2 separate regions of the Ovis aries genome follow, and region 1 is linked to region 2. The links are chromatin contacts, called in public Hi-C maps. All regions are on one chromosome and are shown on one strand. The core of a region is the stretch at or near the end of the contact, and the rest is flanking DNA. Distances in the headings are between cores, read along the strand shown.

Region 1 (3,380 bases), core at 67-2,566, 380 kb after region 2:
ACTCCCTATCAGTAGAATTCGCTCTGCCTCACTGGCCAGAGCTGAGTCACAGTCACGGAAGTGAAAGCGAAAGTGAAGTCGTGTCCAACTCTTTGCGACCCCATGGACTGTAGCCTACCAGGCTCCTCCCTCCATGGAATTCTCCAGGCAAGAGTACTGGAGTGGGTTGCCATTTCCTTCTCCAGGGGATCTTCCTGACCCAGGGACTGAATCTGGGTCTCCTGCATTCCAGGCAGACGCTTTAATCTCTGAGCCACCAGGGAAACCTACAGTCATAGAAAGTCCCTCACAAAGAGGAGAGGGCTGGGCACCCTGCCGCTCGGAACTCCCTGGGGCTCTGCTGGCCAGAAGATGGGAGGTTGACTGGGGCAGGGCCTGTGTCTGCCGCTGAGCCAGCGCCTCTCTCAGGCAAGACTGGGCTCTGCGCCTGCCCTTTATCATTATGAAAGGAAAACCGCAGGACCCTGAGTCCAAGACCTACAGCATGCTGTGCTCACAACTCCTGGGTGTTGTCCAACCAGCTCTGCCCCCACCTGCCAGTGTGGGGTGCTTGCCATGCAGGTCCCGCCCCTCCACCCCCGGGGGCTGCTCAGACAAGCTGAGAGGTGAAGGTGTTTGATCTCTTTTCTCACACACCTTCTGGAAAACACTGTGGCCCTGAGCACCGGCCCGTAAAACTCTTTCCCTTTACTCCCGTCTCTGAGAGGCAGGTTTCCATCTGCTTTCTAAACGAAACACAAACAGCAAGTAAGTACAGCTTCTGAATGTGAGGAGGGAAGGTCCCTTGGGATTTACAATGACTTTCCTCCTGTTTTGTGTGTGATATAGGAATTGGTTTGGGGGATTTTATTTAAAACAACAGTTTCAGCCTCCTAACTCATCTGCTCCTCATGAGCGGCAGAACTCATTACAAGGCAGTTGTCAAGGGGCCTCTGGATTTCCTCAAGGCTTTCTCATAAGGCAAGTGCTTAAGACAAAATCCTCTAGCCCTTTGGTCCTAATCCTCGTCTTCTTTGCCCAGTGATTAACCAGAAGGTGCGGCATCTGCTGACACCCACGAGGACTGAGCTGGCAAAGTGAAAACCTTTCTGTGCTCTGACGAGTTTCAAAGGCTGGGCTTGAGCTTCTGAATGATGTTCGCTGTTCGCGTCCCAGATTACATTGCTCTTTCCAGAGTGAATTCTAGACACTTCAGGTCACTTTCTAAATTAAAAAGAAACCAAGTATTTCTTGAATCTCTGTCATGTACCAAGGACACGGCTAGGTCCTCGTCTGTGTTTTGGGGAAGCTAAGCTTGCATGGCCTTGATGAGCCATCCATGAATCAGAAAATTGCAAAACATCATCTTCACTGCCTATTAAGTCAGCGCAGATTCAGATGGGTTTGGATATGTACTCTCTGGTTTCTGGGAAGGCAGAGCTATTTCAAAAACAATTCCAGGAAAGTAAATGAACAGACTTCTTAAGTACACTTGCCAAGTGGGACACAAAATAGACTTACATTTGTAAATAATTACTTTTTCCAAAATTGCCACAGCAACAGGCCCAGCATCCAGTGACCCTTCAATACCTATGTGTGATGTAATAATTCCCAGGTGTTTCTCCAGCCTCGACTCCTCCCTTGAACCTCAGATTCATTCATTCAAGCATCTTCAATCTTTCCTACAGTTCAAGTGATCTCGCTAAAATGCTTCCCTTGATGGAATCCCCTCTATGGCTCCCCCATTATTTTCAGAGTAATACCATGGACCCCCAACATAGCGTGCCTACAACCTCCTTCCTAGCCTGGGCTTTAGCCTCTGGACTCGCTGGCTGCCCCTCACCCCACTGTCTCCAACACATAGTCCCTAATGCAATGCTCTTTCTTTTGTACCTGCTTTTGCTACGCTGTTCCCTTTACCAAGCATGCCCTTTTCTAGGGAACCCTCCTACACTGTCAGCAGGAATGTAGGTTGGTGCAACCCCTTCCTCAAAAAACTAAAAACTATAGGACACTGATGAAAGAAATGGAAGAGGACACAAACAGATGGAAAGATACACCGTGTTTTGGATCGGAAGAATGAATATTGTCAAAAATACCCAAAGCAATCTACAGATTCTATGCAATCAAACTACCAACAGCATTTTTCACAGAACCAGAATGAAAAAGTCTTAAGATTTGTATGAAGACACAAAAGATCCCAAACAGAGAAAGCAATTTTGAGAAAGAAAAATGGAGCTGGAAGAATCAGATTCCCTGATTGCAAACTATTGTACATAGCTGTAGTCATCAAAGGAGTATGGCCCAGGCACAAAAACAGACATACAGATCAATGGAGTAGGACAGAAAGCCCAGAAATAAACCCACACACCTATGGCGAATTAATTTACAACAAAGGAGATAAGACTATCCACCGAAGGAAAGACAGTCTCTTCAATAGATGGTGCTGGGAAAACTGGACAGCCACATGTAAAAAAAGGAAATTAGAACACTCTTCAACACCATACACAAAAATGAACTCAAGATGGATTAGAGCCCCAAATGTAAGCCTGGACACTAAAACTACCAGAGGAAACCAGAGTTGCAGCCGTATCTTCATTCCACCTCCCAGAATAATGGAAATAAAAACAAAAATAAACAGATGAGACCTAATTAAACTCAAAAGTTTTTACACAGCAAAGGAAAGTATAAACAAAACCAAAAAACAACCCACAGCTTGGGAGAAAATGTTTGCAAATGATGTGACCGACAAGGGATGTTTCCAAAATATACAAACAGCTCATGTGGTGTAATATAAAAATAAACAACCCACTCAAAAAATAGGCAGAGGACCTAAATAGACTTTTCTCCAAATAAGACATGCAGATGGCTAATAGGCATATGAAAAGATTTTCAACATCATTAATTATAGAAAGTAAAGAAAGCGAAGTCACTCAGTCATGTCCAACTCTTTGCAACCCCATGGACTGTAGCCTACCAGGATCCTCCATCCATGGGATTTTCCAGGCAAGAGTACTGGGGTGGATTGCCATTGCCTTCTCCAGGGGATCTTCCCAACCCAGGGATCGAACCCAGGTCTTCTGCATTGTAAGCAGACGTTTTACTGTCTGAGCCACTAGGGAAGTTCATTAATTATAAGAGAAATGCAAATCAAAACTCCATTGGGATACTGCCTCACACCGGTTGGAATGGTCATCATCAAAAAATTTGTAAACAGTAAATGCTGGAAAGGGTGCAGAGAGAAGGGGACCCTCCTACACTGTTGGTGGGAACACAAATCAGTGTGGCCACGGTGGAGAACAGTATGGAAGTTCCTTAAAAAGCTAAAAGTAGGGCTGCCATCTGATCCTGCGGTCCCGCACCTGGGCATACACCCAGAGAGAAACACGATCTGAAAGGAC
Region 2 (3,302 bases), core at 565-3,064:
ATTCTCTAGAAAAGAATACTGGAGTGGGTTGCCATTTCTTCTTCCAGGGGATCTTCCCAACCCAGGGATCGAACCCACATCTCTTACATCTGTCTCCTGCATTGGCAAGCAGGTTCTTTACCACTAGAGCTACCTGTGAAACCCACAAATATACATAAAATAAGAAAATATTGTCTCCCTCTACATTTATTTTAACAGCACACAAAAAAAAATTAGAGCAAGGAAATGCAACATAGTTTTATTTTTCATATTACAATTCCCTTAACGGCCTCCTCTTCTTCCAAAATATCAAGTTCTGTCCAAACAGAAAATGTGCAGCACTCTTTTTTTTTTTTTTTAGTTTTTTATTTTTTAAATTTTAAAATCTTTAATTCTTACATGCGTTCCCAAACATGAACCCCCCTCCCACCTCCCTCCCCATAACATCTCTCTGGGTCATCCCCATGCACCAGCCCCAAGCATGCTGCATCCTGCGTCAGACATAGACTGGCGATTCAATTCTTACATGGTAGTATACATGTTAGACTGTCATCCCAAATCATCCCACCCTCTCCCTCTCCCTCTGAGTCCAAAAGTCCATTATACACATCTGTGTCTCTTTCCCTGTCTTGCATACAGGGTCGTCATTGCCATCTTCCTAAATTCCATATATATGTGTTAGTATACTGTATTGGTGTTTTTCTTTCTGGCTTACTTCACTCTGTATAATCGGCTCCAGTTTCATCCATCTCATCAGAACTGATTCAAATGAATTCTTTTTAACGGCTGAGTAATACTCCATTGTGTATATGTACCACAGCTTTCTTATCCATTCATCTGCTGATGGACATCTAGGTTGTTTCCATGTCCTGGCTATTATAAACAGTGCTGCGATGAACATTGGGGTACATGTGTCTCTTTCAATTCTGGTTTCCTCGGTGTGTATGCCCAGAACTAGAACAAATAATTTCAAGATTTGTATGGAAATACAAAAACCTCGAATTGCCAAAGCAATCTTGAGAAAGAAGAATGGAACTGGAGGAATCAACTTGCCTGACTTCGGGCTCTTCTACAAAGCCACAGTCATCAAGACAGTATGGTACTGGCACAAAGACAGACATATAGATCAATGGAACAAAATAGAAAGCCCAGAGATAAATCCACACACATATGGACACCTTATCTTTGACAAAGGAGGCAAGAATATACAATGGAGTAAAGACAATCTCTTTAACAAGTGGTGCTGGGAAACCTGGTCAACCACTTGTAAAAGAATGAAACTAGATCACTTCCTAACACCGCACACAGAAATAAACTCAAAATGGATTAAAGATCTAAATGTAAGATCAGAAACTATAAAACTCCTAGAGGAGAATATAGGCAAAACACTCTCAGACATAAATCACAGCAGGATCCTCTATGATCCACCTCCCAGAATTCTGGAAATAAAAGCAAAAATAAACAAGTGGGATCTAATTAAAATTAAAAGCTTCTGCAGCGCTCTTAATTCACTACTCTATGGACTCAACTCACAAGATGCTAAGTGACTGGAATAATTAAGTTATAACAAACTGAAAAATGTATGGAGAGCATCTTTTCACATAAAATTCTCACACAGCAGAGTATATCACATTTTGCATTAACTGATTTGGAGAAATCACTGCCGAAGTGTCTTATGATCCAAGACACAGAAGCCTGATGCTGGAATCATGAGTGGACTCACACAGAGGCCTCATAAGGACCCAGGAACCACAGTTTCACTCCCCCTCCCTCACAGCACAGCAGCTCCTCTAGGGCGGGGCTGCACTCCACTCATATGAGTCTTCCCAGCTCTTTGGCTCTGCATACCACAGCCATGAGCAATTTGCTGTGTATGGACGTTTATTTCTCATACTGATAACTGAATCTTGTCAGCAGAATAGAAATTCCTTTTCTTTTCTTTCTGTTTTTGTCCCAAGCAGATGCAAGATTTTACAGGTTAAAAACAAATATTGGCAATTTCATATGGGCTAACCAATTATTCACAACTTAAGTTCCTTGAGGGGAGGCACCATTTCTTAAGCCCCTCAAAATGTTCATCTTCTAGTAAGGGCAAGAGATAAGTAAGAAGTAAACTACCCAGCAGTGCAGCAAGTATTTTGATAGTTCAAACTTCTCTGTGAGTGTGTGTGTGTGTGAGAGAGAGAGACGTACATACATATAATGCATTAGGAATCACGAGATACTAGTCAATGAAAGCTATCAGGAAAAGTGGAAACCAACCGAAAAATAAAATAGGACTCCGTTGCTAAGTGATCATTATACTGAACTGTATCCATTTATAGAAATATAAAAGTACTAGGGAACTACTGACTGATTTATCTCTGAGAGGGGAAGCAAGTTCAGGGATGCCTGCCCTCACCACTCCTATTCGATTTATCAAAAAGAACTCCTAGCCACTATGACAGGACTATAAGAAGAAATAAAAGGCAAACAGATCGGAAAGAAAGGAATAAAACTGTCTGTATTAGCAGACAAACTTGACTGTCTACATAGAAAATCCATGAACATATTAAAAAAGTTTCCAGAACTAAGGATTAAGTGTAGTAAAGTCATAGAATACAATTATATTTCTGCATACTACCAATGAACTAGAAATTTAAAATAAACTTTAAGCAGTACCATTTATAACACCACCTCAAACTTAAAGTACTATGGTATAATTTAACAAGATTTGTACAAAATCTGAATGCTAAAACTATAAAATACTGATGAAAGTGAAAGTCGCTCAGTCATATCTGACTCTTTGGACCTCATGGACTATACAGTCCATGGGATTCTCCAGGACAGAATACTGGAGTGGGTAGCCTTGCCCTTCTCCAGGGGATCTTGCCAACCCAGGGATCAAACCCAGGTCTCCTGCATTGCAGGCGGATTCTTTAGCAGCTAAGCCACAAGGGATAGAGGAAACCAAATAAGTGAAGATACTACATCTGTGTACCGGAAGACTCATTATTATTAAGGTGTCAGTTTTTCCTTATGTAATCTATAATATAATCCAATCCCAACCAAAGTCCCAGTAGTATTTGTAGAAATGAATAAGCAGAGTAAAAAATTTATATGTAAAGACAATGGATCTAGGAGAGCCAAAACTATTTTTAAGAAGAAAGAAATTGCAGTCATATAGATCTAATGGAATGGAATGGACAAATCCAGAAATATATCCATACATACATGGTCAACTGATTTTTGACAAAGGTGAAAAATGCAGTTCAACAGAAAAAAAAAACAGTGTTTCCAACAAATGGTCTTGAATAACCAGATAATTCATTTGCCAAAACAAC

What was found. Hi-C and Micro-C count contacts between places; a contact is called where the count stands out from the background.
Region 1: a contact with region 2 is called in a Hi-C map of liver, with 5 times the contacts expected there. The contact joins two enhancer-like sites. A contact is called at or near these places in 7 of 16 Hi-C or Micro-C datasets (hypothalamus, liver, muscle and 3 more).

What each region holds. Positions count from the first base shown.
Region 1 is chr1:274,269,170-274,272,549 of ARS-UI_Ramb_v3.0, forward strand. No RefSeq gene overlaps it. Among named protein-coding and RNA genes, the nearest start is that of DPH3, 25 kb to the right of the region's middle. Within about 2 kb of position 1,317, at least 24 of the 54 cell types and tissues checked have an H3K27ac peak or open chromatin away from gene starts, as enhancers often do.
Region 2 is chr1:273,891,012-273,894,313 of ARS-UI_Ramb_v3.0, forward strand. The region is part of intron 1 of ANKRD28 (ankyrin repeat domain 28); the gene reads right to left. Among named protein-coding and RNA genes, the nearest start is that of ANKRD28, 57 kb to the right of the region's middle. Within about 2 kb of position 1,815, at least 8 of the 54 cell types and tissues checked have an H3K27ac peak or open chromatin away from gene starts, as enhancers often do.